Linked DNA regions of Mus musculus: all the other regions are linked to region 1. Evidence: chromatin contacts called from public HiChIP or PLAC-seq and promoter capture Hi-C data. All regions are on one chromosome and are shown on one strand. The core of a region is the stretch at or near the end of the contact, and the rest is flanking DNA. Distances in the headings are between cores, read along the strand shown. Region 1 holds the start of Eif2ak1 (eukaryotic translation initiation factor 2 alpha kinase 1). Region 2 holds the start of Cyth3 (cytohesin 3). Region 3 overlaps Ccz1 (CCZ1 vacuolar protein trafficking and biogenesis associated). Region 4 overlaps Cyth3 (cytohesin 3). Region 5 overlaps Cyth3 (cytohesin 3).

Evidence for each region. HiChIP or PLAC-seq counts read pairs in DNA pulled down with a chosen protein or histone mark. Capture Hi-C pulls out chosen DNA fragments and counts their contacts.
Region 2: a contact with region 1 is called in a promoter capture Hi-C map of liver. The contact joins the promoter of Cyth3 here to the promoter of Eif2ak1 in region 1. A contact is called at or near these places in 1 of 484 Hi-C or Micro-C datasets (embryonic stem cells), 10 of 115 datasets of contacts at active chromatin or transcription factors (the 230-238 cell line, the SCID.adh cell line, bone marrow-derived macrophages and 3 more) and 3 of 9 other capture datasets (adipose tissue, liver and pancreatic islet).
Region 3: a contact with region 1 is called in an H3K4me3 HiChIP or PLAC-seq map of bone marrow-derived macrophages, with 2.1 times the contacts expected there. The contact joins the enhancer-like site here to the promoter of Eif2ak1 in region 1. A contact is called at or near these places in 13 of 115 datasets of contacts at active chromatin or transcription factors (the SCID.adh cell line, bone marrow-derived macrophages, cardiomyocytes and 5 more) and 4 of 9 other capture datasets (adipose tissue, embryonic stem cells, liver and 1 more).
Region 4: a contact with region 1 is called in an H3K4me3 HiChIP or PLAC-seq map of the SCID.adh cell line, with 14 read pairs. The contact joins the enhancer-like site here to the promoter of Eif2ak1 in region 1. A contact is called at or near these places in 6 of 115 datasets of contacts at active chromatin or transcription factors (the SCID.adh cell line, bone marrow-derived macrophages, embryonic stem cells and 1 more) and 1 of 9 other capture datasets (adipose tissue).
Region 5: an H3K4me3 HiChIP or PLAC-seq map of the SCID.adh cell line shows a contact between it and region 1, with 12 read pairs. The contact joins the enhancer-like site here to the promoter of Eif2ak1 in region 1. A contact is called at or near these places in 1 of 484 Hi-C or Micro-C datasets (nephron progenitors) and 7 of 115 datasets of contacts at active chromatin or transcription factors (the SCID.adh cell line, bone marrow-derived macrophages, embryonic stem cells and 2 more).

What each region holds. Positions count from the first base shown.
Region 1 is chr5:143,816,496-143,819,074 of GRCm38.p6, reverse strand. It overlaps Eif2ak1 (eukaryotic translation initiation factor 2 alpha kinase 1), which reads right to left and starts at 1,283. Exons shown (of 15, transcript NM_013557.2): 1 at 1,067-1,283. The coding sequence starts at 1,184.
Region 2 is chr5:143,621,156-143,623,734 of GRCm38.p6, reverse strand. It overlaps Cyth3 (cytohesin 3), which reads right to left and starts at 1,288. Exons shown (of 13, transcript NM_011182.4): 1 at 1,062-1,288. The coding sequence starts at 1,095.
Region 3 is chr5:143,988,968-143,991,546 of GRCm38.p6, reverse strand. It overlaps Ccz1 (CCZ1 vacuolar protein trafficking and biogenesis associated), which reads left to right. Exons shown (of 15, transcript NM_177682.3): 13 at 1-75; 14 at 782-909. Among named protein-coding and RNA genes, the nearest start is that of Gm17135, 9.3 kb to the right of the region's middle. Within about 2 kb of position 1,281, at least 53 of the 459 cell types and tissues checked have an H3K27ac peak or open chromatin away from gene starts, as enhancers often do. A contact at or near this core is called in bone marrow-derived macrophages, where this site is marked.
Region 4 is chr5:143,653,712-143,656,290 of GRCm38.p6, reverse strand. The region is part of intron 1 of Cyth3 (cytohesin 3); the gene reads right to left. Among named protein-coding and RNA genes, the nearest start is that of Cyth3, 33 kb to the right of the region's middle. Within about 2 kb of position 1,275, at least 134 of the 459 cell types and tissues checked have an H3K27ac peak or open chromatin away from gene starts, as enhancers often do. A contact at or near this core is called in the SCID.adh cell line and adipose tissue, where this site is marked.
Region 5 is chr5:143,682,658-143,685,236 of GRCm38.p6, reverse strand. It overlaps Cyth3 (cytohesin 3), which reads right to left. Exons shown (of 13, transcript NM_011182.4): 2 at 759-841. Among named protein-coding and RNA genes, the nearest start is that of Usp42, 48 kb to the left of the region's middle. Within about 2 kb of position 1,301, at least 30 of the 459 cell types and tissues checked have an H3K27ac peak or open chromatin away from gene starts, as enhancers often do. A contact at or near this core is called in the SCID.adh cell line, where this site is marked.

The sequences.
Region 1 (2,579 bases), core at 34-2,533:
CACGGGCTACAGTAACATGCCACTTGCCGTGTGGGGAAAATCTGCATATTCATTTAAAAGTTATCTTACAACCAGCCTCTATACAGCCTACTGAGTCACCACGATGAACAACTTTTATTTCTCATTGTGGTCAATTATTACAGGCAGGATTTAAAAATGAAAATGGAGAAGAAAAAAAAAAAACCCTGAATTTAGTGTACACTCCTAACTCCACTACAACATACTCATTTCTAGCTTTACTGTAACCTTATAAGCATTCTGTGTATACAGCTAAAACCTCCTTGGATGTATGTTTTGGGGGCTGGAAGATAAACCCAGGATCTCACTCATCCTAAAACATTCTCTGTCACTGCTCCACCGTCATTATCCTTTTTTGTTAGTTCGAGATAGAGTCGTATGTACTTCAAACTGCCCTGGAACTCAACATGAAGCTCAGGCTTGCCCTTCAAGTCCCGATCCTCCTGCCTCCACTTTCCATACGTCTGGGTTACAAGAGTGCACCACGACTCGGTGTATTCACTATCGAGAGCACAATTTCAGTTTTAAAACGGCTCAAGCAACTGGTACCAACCAACTGCACTTTCTGTAAAATACCAGAACGTTAACCTACATAAGAATCGATGTTTTGAAGACGACGCGCCTTACGTTACACAATTTGATTTACATGTATCAAAAGCCTCAAGAAAACTGGAGCGTTCGTGTACTACCTCGCTAAAAGAAATCATTACTTATCTAATCTTTACTTATCTAATCTCATTCTAGCAGTGAACAAAGATTACACTCAGCGAAGAAAAACAAGAAGCGAAAAGCGGCCTCGGGGAAGTGGCGCAAAACAGAAGTCAAGAAATACAAATGCCCACAAACGGGTAGAGCGTAGACGCTCTTGTAGTAAATATTTACCTAACCCTTGACAGCCTGCCCGCCACCTCCCGGTGCCCTACAGCTCTGGGCCCGAGTTCGAGCCCCGAGGCGGCCTAGGATCTTAGGTGACCACCGGGGACCACTGGCGCGCAGGAACTCATATGAACAGCGAACCGTGGGACTGCGCGAGCCATCCCTGTCTCACCATCATACTTGGGGTCCGACACCTCTGCGGGGAAGTCGATGGCAGGAGGCGCGGCCACCGCCCCCGCCGCGTCGTCGTCCGTGTCGCGCTCGCCGTCCACGGAGCTGCCCCCCAGCATTGCCGTTCGGAGCGTGGATAGTAACCTCGCTCTGCCGGTCCCCAGACGCTGCCGGCCACTAGAGCCTCCCCCCAAGCCGGAAGTAACACAAGAGCCAACGGAAGTCCCGCCCCAGTGACCAGGAAGTTTCTGTAGGGGGGCGGGCTCTCGCTGTCCCGCCCCTTTTTTCTCTAAAGGAAATGATTGGCTGATCCACTGCGGGTGTGCCCCGAGTGGGCAGGACAAGCAGGGGTGTGCTGGCGCGGCGTGGTGCGGCGCTGCCTGTGTAGGAAGGACCTTTCTCCTTGACCCTGTGGGTTGTGTCTGGTTCTCTGTTCTTCCCATATTATCCCTGTAGGCATCATAAACGCTCAGATCTCACACCTGCAAACTTTTCTCTGGAAAGTATAATAAGCAAGGGGACCCACACTCGGAAAGACAAAGACCGCGTGTTTCTCGCTCAAATGCAGATATCCTAACCTGTAATGGATATACGTGGGAGTAAGTGTGGGTAAAGCCTAACAAACCAGAAAGAAGACCAGAGAGAGTGAAAACTGATGTTGGGGCAAGGGCAAAGTAAATAAACCGAGGGGAAGATACATGGTGCGCGGGGGAGGGAGCGGGGAGACCGGGAAAGTAGAAGCAGTATTTTATGGATGTTGGTATATCAACTCTGCCTTCATATGTGTGTCTGTTGCCTATGGAGGCCAGAAGAGGGCATCAGATCCCCTGGGACTGGAGTTACAGAGGACTGATAACTGATGAGAATTGGACTAGGTCCTCTGCAAGAGCAGCAAATGCTGTTGACTACTGAACCGTCTCTCCAACCTCTTCTTTGTGTTTTAATTTCGAAAATCCAGCCATCTAAGGGACCTAATTTTAGAAGTGATGCATATATATATATATATATATATATATATATATATATATATATATATATGTACATGTATATGTATAAGTGATACGTATATATATAAAATAACTATCTTTTAAAAAAATCACCCATCGTAGTGGTTTATATGCTTCTAATTTTTAAATTTGAGCACTTGAGAGGTAGAAATGAGAGGACCAGGTGTTCAAGTACATAGTGAGTTTGAGGCCAGGCTGACTTAAATGATACCCTGTTTCAGAACAAAAACAAATTTATCTACAAGTCCTGACTCGAGTAGAGCAAACTTGCTTTGATCCATCACAGACCATAGCAAAATGGGAAATGCCAGAGAGAATCTAATCTAAAGGAAATTCTTGGGTTTTGAGACTAACTTTCCAGTTGGTTTCAAACCAAAGGTTTTTTTTTTCCTTGTGACCACCTGGAACCCACCCACCCACCTCCAAAGCTACCCTAGATGATGAAGTTAAGATTCAAAAATCGATGCTGGGACTTGGGAGTAAGTTTACTTGTTGCTCAAGCCTAAG
Region 2 (2,579 bases), core at 39-2,538, 200 kb after region 1:
TTATTAACCCTTTGCTTACTTCAAGTAAAGTCCCACTCCACAAACGGTGACTCTTGATGTTTTGGGAAACCAAATTCATGAAATGACACAACAGGAATCTGTACTCCGTTGAGTAATTTGCAACCGGCTCATTTGCAGCAGGGTGGAACTCAAAGTCAGGCACATACATACAGCCTGAGCAACACGGAGAACTGATAGCCCACCTCTGGAAGGGTGTCTGTCACAGGCACCTGTCCAGGAGTCTAACAGTCTCGCTGCTGTGGCTCCCGCATCCCACCCTCGGCTTTAAAGGAATCCCACCTGACCCCTTTAATTTCTTAATTATATTTTCCATTTGGTGGTGTTGGGGATCAAACTCAGCGTCCTGGGCATGCTAGACAATGATTCTATCATTTGTGCTATTTGGCCCCCTTTTTATTTTTACACCCGACCCCTTCTCTGTAGCATTTTTTCTTTTCTATTTGATAAAAAAATGCATACTCAGACCTGGACTGGAGCTGCCTGCCCCTCATGTCCTTTAAGCCATTCCCAATGAGTACTTCTGATCTAAAAATCAGAGACGTGGTCATGACTTCCAACCTTCCTCCTCTCCCCCGACCGATCCACCCCACCCTCCGGGCCCTCCGAGTCCTCCAAATTGAAAACTTTCCCCTCCCCATCCAGGAGCTCCCAAGCTCCAGACACCTGAGGAGAGCTGAAAAGGAGAGGGGCCCGTCCGAAACAGCTGGGCTAGGGAGGGCGTGGACGCCCTTGGCAATGAGACGCTGGGAAGGTCGCCCCGCAGAGTGGCCCCATCTCAGAAAGGCGACCTGGAGCTGTGCTGCGGAGACCCCGGCCTCGAACCCGCGACCCGCGACCGCGCTGGGCGACGACCCCGCGGTCTCCGACATGTCCTCTCACCAGGGCAGCGAAGCCCGAGTCCCCGCCTTACCCCGCGCACCTCCCCACGGTCGCCGCCACCCCACCCGACACCCGGCCCCACGTCTCAAGCCTGGGCTCTCAACAGCGCGACCCTCGGCCTCAGGGCCGCCCAGAGAGCCGGCCACACCTCCATCACTCACCGCTGCCGCCCTCACCGCCACCGCCTTCGTCCATTTTGAGGCCACTCCCCGCCAGCCGGCGAGCCCGGAGCCGGCGGGAGCGACTGGGCTGAACGCCGGGACTAAGAGAAGTGGTCGCGGGGAGAACCGGAGAGCTCCTCAGCGAGCGCGGCCCGGGTCGCGGCCGGGCCTCCACGGAGGGCCGGGCGGAGCCTCACTGCTCCGGCGCCATCACGTGACACAAAACCACGCCTCCCCTGTCGGTGTGGGCGGAGCCTAGACGCCGAGCGGTCCCGCCCACCAGACTCCGCCCGGCCTTGCAGTAGCTGCAGTAGCTGCTTAGCTAGGAGACTTGGATCCTGCAGCGCAGCACTCTCCCTCGAACCTCCTGTCTGCCCCTCTAGAGCATCCTGGAGAGGAAGCCGGGTCTATCAGGAGCACGAGGACGCCCTGCTCTACAAAACCTGATGGCTAAGGGCTGCGACTCGCAAATGCATAGAGTAGGGAGTGAGAAACTATCTGAAAAGGAAGGCTGATGATTGGCTCAAGTGGCCCCCACTTAAAGGCAGAAGGAAAGAACTGACTATAAAGTTTTACTGTGACCGCAGCATGCGTGGGCGTCCACACATGACATACACACAGTAATAATTGTGTGGGGATGTAGTTCTGTTGTTAAGAGCACTCGCTGCTCTTGAAGAGAATCAGAGTTTGGTTCTCAGCACCCACAGAACCCTTGTAACTATGACTACAAAAAGGATCCAATACTTCCGGCCTCCAAGGGCACCTGCACTCATATGACGGTTATCTGGCACACTCTTACCTCCACCCACATCAGGCATGCTTGTAGTGCACACATATATGTGCGGGCAAAACACTGATACACACAAAATAAAATTTTAAAAAAACTTTTTGAGATAGGGTTTCTCTGCATAGCCATCAATGTCATGGAACTCTTTCTCTGTAGACCAGGCTGACCTTGAACTCAGAGATCTTCCTGCCTTTGACTCCTGAATGCTGGAGCTAAAAGGATGAGCCACCATGCCCAGCTAAATAAATCTTTTTTTAAGTGTTTATTTTAAAAATAATAAAAACTGGGTGCGGTGGCGAATACCTTTGACCACAGCAAGCCAATCTCAACAGAATCTTAGTGGGTTTAGTCTGCTTAGTGAGTTCCAAGTTAGCCAGGGCTACCTAGTGAGTCTCTGTCTGAAGTCATCATCATCATCATCTGAAAACGAGCCCATGAGAAGACTCTCCCCACCCCCACCTCCTCCCTTCTTTACCCTCAGAATGTTAGGGTAATTCCAGCCTTTTATCTTTTGGGTGTATAATAATAATGGAGTCTCATTTTTCCTGCGGATTGGATGCATTTTAGAATTAACAAAGTATTAGGTTGGTAAATGAATATAGTGATGCTGTTGAACCCTAACCCCAGTCCGGCACAGCTGGGGCTCGGCTCTCAGAAAGCATTAGTACAGGGGTTGGCCAGTCTGGCGTCAGATGCCCGTGCAGTTGAGCGTTAGTCTCCCTTGGCTTGCT
Region 3 (2,579 bases), core at 32-2,531, 170 kb before region 1:
GCCCAGTGTGTCACTCACATCCGTCCACCCAGATCTAATGAAGATATTAGGGGACATCAACAGTGACTTTACCAGGTAATCCCAGCGACTTCTCAAAGCGGATGTTGCCTTTCTGAGAATAGATTTAAAGGAGTTATACGTATGTATATTTATATTTATCTTATTTGTTTGTTTACATGGGATTCACTGTATAACCTAGTAGTACTTAAACTCAAGATCTCTCTGCCTCAGCCTTCTCAGGGCTGGGATTATAGACATATGCCTGCATGCCTAGCTAAATAATTACCTTTAAACCAAGTGACCCAGAGCCCTTGAGAAGAGACTGCTTCCACATCACACAAGGTTGCCTTTCATACGTGACTACTTAACTATTTATAACTACAACTTAGTGTCGTTTCTTTCTTTCTTTTTAAGATTTATTTACTTTATGTATATGAGTACACAGTAGCTGTACAGATGGTTGTGAGCCACCATGTGGTTGCTGGGAATTAAACTTGGCTTCTGCTTGCTCCAGCCCTAAGATTTATTTATTGTTATATGTAAGTACACTGTAGCTGTCTTCAGACACTCCAGAAGAGGGCGTCAGATCTCATTACAGATGGTTGTGAGCCACCATGTGGTTGCTGAGAATTGAACTCAGTACCTTCGGAAGAGCAGTCAGTGCTCTTAACCACTGAGCCATCTCTCCAGCCCCTTAGTACCATTTCTTGTTTTGAATTCTTTTTCTCTTCCCAGTCTAGCTGTGTACATAAAAGCATCCCACTCTGAAACTTTGTTACAGAGCAGATGAAGATGAAGAAATCATTGTGAAGGCCATGAGCGACTACTGGGTTGTTGGGAAGAAGTCTGACCAGCGGGAGCTGTACGTGATTCTCAGTCAGAAGAATGCGAACCTGATCGAGGTCAATGGTAAGGGGGCCTGGGACCTCAGGAGAACTTTAACCACGGATACTTCAAATAATCTTTCCCTGGGTTAAGAAACTATAGAAGCTGCACATTGTGGTCATACCTATAATTCCAGCTGAGGCAGGAGGATCAGGAGTTTACGTCCATCCTCAGCTACAGAGTGAGTTTGAACTCAGCCTGGACTACAGGAGACCCTATCTCAAAAAAAAGTAAATATGGCCTGAGAAGTGGCCTAGTGGGTACAGGAGCGTGCTGCCAAGCTTGGTGACACACAGAATGTCCTCAGACCTCATGCATGCATACTGTATCCCTCCATACACACACGTGCACACACAAGGAAATAGGAAGTTCTTTAAAAGGGAAGTAACTTGGTGAGCTGCAGCAGTGGCTCCGGGTTAAGACGTTGGCTTAGTTCCAGCTCCCACACAGTGGCCCGCAGGCAGCCGTAGCCCCGTTCTCACGGATCCAATACCTCGTCTGTCCTCTGACAGCATCGGGCACACGTGGTGATAGACATACATGCTGACAAAAGATAGTCACATAAAATAAACATTAGAAAGCAAAAAAACAGGGACTGCAGAGACAGCTCCAGAGGCTCAGGGTCTCTGCTGCTCTTACAGGGACTCAAGTTTGGTCTACACATGGGGCAGCTCATAACTGCCCCAGAAATCAAACAAACAGAAGCTCCTGGCCTTGGATCCCAGCTTTTCAAGAGGCAAGAGGATGAGAACTTCAAAGTCTGCCTGGGCTATTAATGGAGTCTCTACCTTGAATAAATGGTGGGGGGGAAATGAGATGGGTGTCAGGGGTCTGTGAGGGATGTAGCCCACTGCTACACCCGCCGAGCATGAGTGAGGGCCTAACTCAGCCTCCAGTGCAAACAGAAACCAGAACACAACTCCTAAGATCCAAGCAGATGCTTCTATTCTGTGTATTTCGGGTTTAAAGAAAACTTTATTTCATGCATATGGGTATTTTACCAGCATTTATGTCTGTGTCCCACCCACTTGTGCCTGGTCCCTGAGGAAGCCAGAAGGAGCTGCAGTTACTGACAGTTGTAGGCTGTCCTGTGGGTGCCGAGAACCAAATGGGGTCTTCTGTAAGAATAGCAGGTGCTCCTAGCCACTGAGCTGTGTCTCCAGTCCCCCATTAAATGCTTTTATTTCTCCTGTGGGGTGGGAAACTTAACAGTGCCTAAAAGAAAAGTGTTTTCTAAAGTGCTACAAAAAGAAAAATCAGCAAACAAGGCATGGCTGCCCACTGTACAAATGTCCTTTTATAGCTGCCCACTGTACAAATGTCCTTTTATAGCTGCCCACTGTACAAATGTCCTTTTATAGATCCTGTGATGAGAACCCTCCAGGCTGCCAGGTTCACAGGGCACTTCCAGCTGTCACCATCTGCACATGGGCAGAAGAATGCAGTTTTTTTCTGCCTTCCCATCAGGGCGGGGTTGGTCTCCTTTCTGGACAGTGTGATCTAGCAGCTGCTTTATGGGTCTTAATGAATGTTGTCCTGGAGAAAAGATCGCATTGTCCTCATGGGATTGGGCTTCGCCACTGCTCTCTGTGGCATGACACTAACGGCAGGCAGGGGACAAATCCTACCAAGCTCATCATAAGTGACATAGAGGATCTTAACATCTGTTCTTTTGTTGGTTTGTTTTGGGCTTT
Region 4 (2,579 bases), core at 26-2,525, 160 kb after region 1:
CCTCACAGATCAGGGGCCAAGTGGCCCCAGTAGGAGGAAAAGCAACAGCAGAAAACCCTCCCTCAAACAACCTAAAACTCCACACTCGCACTGCTGCATATGGGAAATCCACCCAACACACACACACATCCTGACTCAAAAATTGTTTTGTTTTTAGTTAGCAATGTCCAGTGTGGTGGAATATGGCTTTGGGAGCACTTGGGAGGCAGAGACAGTCAGAGGGAGATCTGAGTTTTGAAGCCAATTTGATCTACATGGGGAGTTCTAGGCCAGTCAGCACTACAATAATGAGATCCTGTGTCACATGCACACACATACCATGAAATTAGGAATGAATGTGAAAATATGAACTTTCCCCTTCATTTACATTCTAAAATGCTCACTTTTTACTGTTAACTCGAGGATCATATAGGAATGGTCTAAGAACCAGAGGAATATACACATGAAGCAAGCATTTTAGCACAGAACTCCACCTCAGCCCACAAGTTATCTTCTTGACTCTTTATTCTCTCCAACCATCTGAAGCTACTGCTGATAGTGTTCCAGAGGCACGTTAGAAAGCAGATCACACACGTACAGTGCATTCATGAAGACAAGACTGTTTGCTAGCTTCAGAGTGCATGTTCTTCTATGGCCATGGGGACAGAAGAACACACTCAGCATGCCCTCTGGCTAGGCCTCTGCTCCAAATACTCAGCTCCAAATGTGGAGGTTAGGAGGAGGAGAGGGGCTAGAAAGAAAGGTCTTTGTGCGCTAAGGATCAAGTTCTTGATTTGTGTGGGAGGGTAGGATTCAGGGGTCAGGTCACACTGAGAGAGCTAGGCTGGAAGCAAAGACAGCCCCCACCCCATGGCCTTATTTAAAAAAAAACAAAAACAAAAAAACAAAAAAAAAACAAAAAAAGAAGAACTGTTTTAAACCAAAAAGTGGAGGCAAAAGAACTTATCTACAGCCAAGCCAATGCTCAACTTTAACATTTAGCTTCTGGAAATCCAGGCTGCCTCCCCCTGCTGAGTGCCCTCCTACTCCATCCTCCACAAAAGGATTCCCTCAATTCAGGCACTCTGCCTCATTTATAAAAATGTAAAAAGTGCCCCTTCTCATGGGGACTTCCTCCTCCCACTAGCCTTATCGTCCTTCCCTTCATTTATCTAAGGGGACACAGAGTCTAGTTTTGTTAGACGTTTTTATTGGTGGCTCGTGAGTTAGAGGCTACAGTGACAGGGAGGAGCATAAAGCCCTTTGCAACCGCTTCATTCTGAAGGCACTGAGTGCACACAAACAGGATACAGGGAGCCACTGTAGAGACGAAAACAACTGCAAGTTCTCAGAGGAGAGCAACAGATGTTTAACAGCTGTCCAGTGACAGTCTGAAATAGTGGAACAGAAGGTAAAACTTGAGCTAGCCAAATGAAGTGTAGAGGGAAATCCAAGGAGGAAACAGTTATATTCGAGTTGGCTGGGGAGCCCCAGTGCCCTACTGACTTGTGCCTCTCAATGGCTACGTAGCTACAGCTGAGAAAGGAAAGCAGCCCTGCTGCTCCTAAGTGCCCCAAAGGTGGCAAAAATCTGCTTCTAGTTTGAAAAATACAGTGCCTCTTTAGCCTTCTAAAGATGTGCAATTTTACTACCAGCTGTGCTTTAGCCCAGAGAGCAGGCTTGTTTGTCCAGGCAAGGCCCGAGAACCAGCAACCATGAGGCCACAGCTCAACTCCACCTTAGGTGTGCCATGAGGATTATTTACACAGGATATTTCATCTGATTAAGTCCCCGTTTTCTGGTCTAGTGACTAGGATTTATAGTGACTGCACATTAAAACTCAGGAAATTTACCAAGCTTATTTAAGAAGTAAACAAAACTCAGGACTCTTAGGAAGCTCCTGAATCCTACAAGATTCACAAGGCCCTCCCCAAGATTATTATACAAGCTACAACAACTGCTAAAGAGAAATGCTGTGGCCTGCCAAGGTGCCTGCATGCTCAGTGACACTACAGTGGATTTCTTTAGGGGATGCAGCTGCCTATGAATGTCATTCATACTCGTGTAGAAACCCCAAAATCTCACTGGTTCACTAAAGTGGAGTTGTATTGGAAGAACAGAAACATCTCCCCAAGAAAAATCATACTGAGCCGGGCAGTGGTGGCACACGCCTTTAATCCCAGCACTTGGAAGGCAGAGGCAGGTGATTTCTGAGTTCGAGGCCAGCCTGGTCTACAGAGTGAGTTCCAGGACAGCCAGGGCTACACAGAGAAACCCTGTCTCCAAAAAAAACCAAAGGAAAGGAAAGGAAAGGAAAGGAAAGGAAAGGAAAGGAAAGGAAAGGAAAGGAAAGGAAAGGAAAGGAAAGGAAACTCATACTGAACATGAGCAACCGACTCAAAAACTGTAGTAAAGATTACAAGTGAGCTCATAGCTCAAGTGGAAAGCGATGCCTCTACCACTGTATTGCTAGAACTTATAACCACATTAAATAAGGAGCCACAAGTCCCTAAAGCTAAAGTTCCTATCACTGTTCTAGACAGAGGAAAAGGAAATTGAAGTGAATGAAGAATGTCAGATGACTAATGCAAATGCCAGAA
Region 5 (2,579 bases), core at 52-2,551, 130 kb after region 1:
CCCTATTATGTATGTGCCAACAAGTTCAAACTTAAACAAGTTCCTAGAAAGGAGCCATTGTCTAGGACAATCGTGGCCTGTGAAGCAACATTTACTTTGGCAGTGACAGTGACTAGGAGGCCCCTCAAGCCAAGCCACACAACCATCTTTCCTGAGGACCAGGCGGCCCCTGCGTGCCGTCTGAAGCAGCTCAGATCCCCAGCTCTGAATGTATTGTATGTAGCTTCACTCAGCTCTTGCCCTGTGGGACACCCTCCGCCCTGGCCTCCGAGTCAAGTCCACAACTGTGGGAAGGCACTGTTTACCCATCGGTTTTATTTATCTTCGTTTAAATTTGTTATTCTGCCCTTACCAAGCAGGCACATGGTATATAGTTAGAATCCAACAAGTATGCTTGTCTGTCTATTCAAAGGACACAGACTGCCAAAGATATAGCAGGCACTTCTCTAAGTGCCTGGAATAATATACACAGAAAAGGGCAGCTTGTGCAGGGCTGTTGCCACTGCTTCCACTAACACTGTACCTCTGAGGCCACATGACAACTACTGGGAATGTTAGTCCCATCGAGGTCTCTACCAGAGCTTGTGCTTTCTGGGATGGACAGTCTTTGCTGCGCCAGTCTGGAGAAGCCATCTCCTCTGTCTCTGTATTTCTAATACACACATACTGAAGATTCAATGTCACGTGTTCCTGAAGCTACCCTACTCAGTATGCCACACAAATCCACACGCTAAGACACTCTGCTGTTGCTGATTTACCTCAATGTCATCAATAAGTTCCTTTTTTCTTCTACGAATGTCCAAAAGTTCTTCTCGCTCTTCTAATGACAGGTCTTCAGGCACTGAAAAGAAGAAGAAAGAAGAAAGAAAGGTCAACACCTTCGGGGAACCCGGTCAGGCTGGAGACTGGAGGCGGGAGGTTGGGTTGGGAGGCCCCGCCTGCTGCTCTGGAGGAAAACAAAGCTAAAGGACACCAAGCACCTCTGTGCACACCTCACCCCACCACAGTGCTCATTATCCCGCCCCCGTGCTTTAGCACAGAGACCTGAGGAGAGGTCACCATGGTGGGGTACTTCTCTGTACCCTCTTACAGGCTGTAGTGCTAAGATAGACACAGATGCAACCAGCACACCCCAGCACGCAGCAGGGAGCAGTGGGCAAGGTGGGCCTGCTGTACTCAGCTCTCAACTGCATGTAGCCTTTCACTGAAGTGCTACATATGTAACGCATAAAACAAGCACTGAACCAGACACACACCAGTAAGAAAGGTCAACGTGGTTACACTCTGGGGACTGAGAAATGCAGTGGGAAGGCAGCGCGGTGCTGGCCGCCTACACTCAGCTCCACCGTGAGCCTTGTAGAACTAGGGGCTTTCTTAGGCACAACTATGAAACTGCATGCCAATCTCACTAGCTGGCTGTGCTGGGCTGGGAGCAGAGCTGGGAGCACAAATGAGCAGGAGCTTGGGGAAGCACTCAGGTACATCAGACAGCATCCAGGATGCAGCACTCTGCAGCAGTGCAGCTGGAGTGCAACAATGTTGAAGAAGCACATTTTATAGATTAGAAATTATCCAGGAAGTTAAATGCCACCCACAGGAGGCAGGGCAAGCGGGCTGGCCTCTCACAGAAAACCAGTTGCTATCAGGTGATTTCAGAATATCTGTGTAGACACTGCACACATTCTCTTACGAACCTCAAGAACAAAAAATTAAATAATAAATTGTTCAGGTATTTTCTTAGCTTTGTTCCCCACTGCCATGATAAAATACCCTGACAAAGCTGTATTAGGGGGAAAGGGTGCATTTAGCTCACAACTCCAGTCCACTGTCATAGGGACTCGGTGGAGTTTGAACACGCATCCAAGAGCAGACAGAACGAGTGTGTATGACCATGCTAGTGCACAGCTTGCTCTCGTCACTCACTAGGACCCAGCCTGTGCATGAAATGGTGCTGCCCACACTCACAGGAGGTCTTCCTCACCTTAACCCAATCAAGAAACTCCCGAACGGCCACAACCACAAACCAATCTATTCTAGAGAATTCTTTACTGAGACTCCTTTTGCAGGAGATTCTGTATTATATCAAGTTGGCAATTAAAACTACCCACGGATAGGCTGAAGAGATGATCCTGAGGTTAAGAGCGCTGGCTGTTCTTCCAGAGGACCTAGGTTCAATCTGCAACACCCACATGGCAGCTAACAACTTTAACTCCAGCTCAAGGGGATCCAACATCCTCAGACAGACATACATGCAGGAAAAACATCAATTCACATAAAACAAACAAATCATTTAAAAAAAGAAAAACTAACCACATAAATACATGTCATAACATGATCAGAACAATGAATGCAGAATGTGTAATAAGTACATCCTGTAAGGTGTGGAGGAAGGAGAGGAGCAGAGCGCCTGTTACATTGCTACCTCTTCTTCCTCTGCTCGCTCCACACCGAAACACGAATGGTGCCTTAGTGGTGTCCTTAGGTAACCCTCTATGCCAAAATGCTACTAAGGAAACGGTTACTGCTCTCCAAATAACAGAGGGCTATAAAATACCTGGACCCCTCAAAACACCATGAGG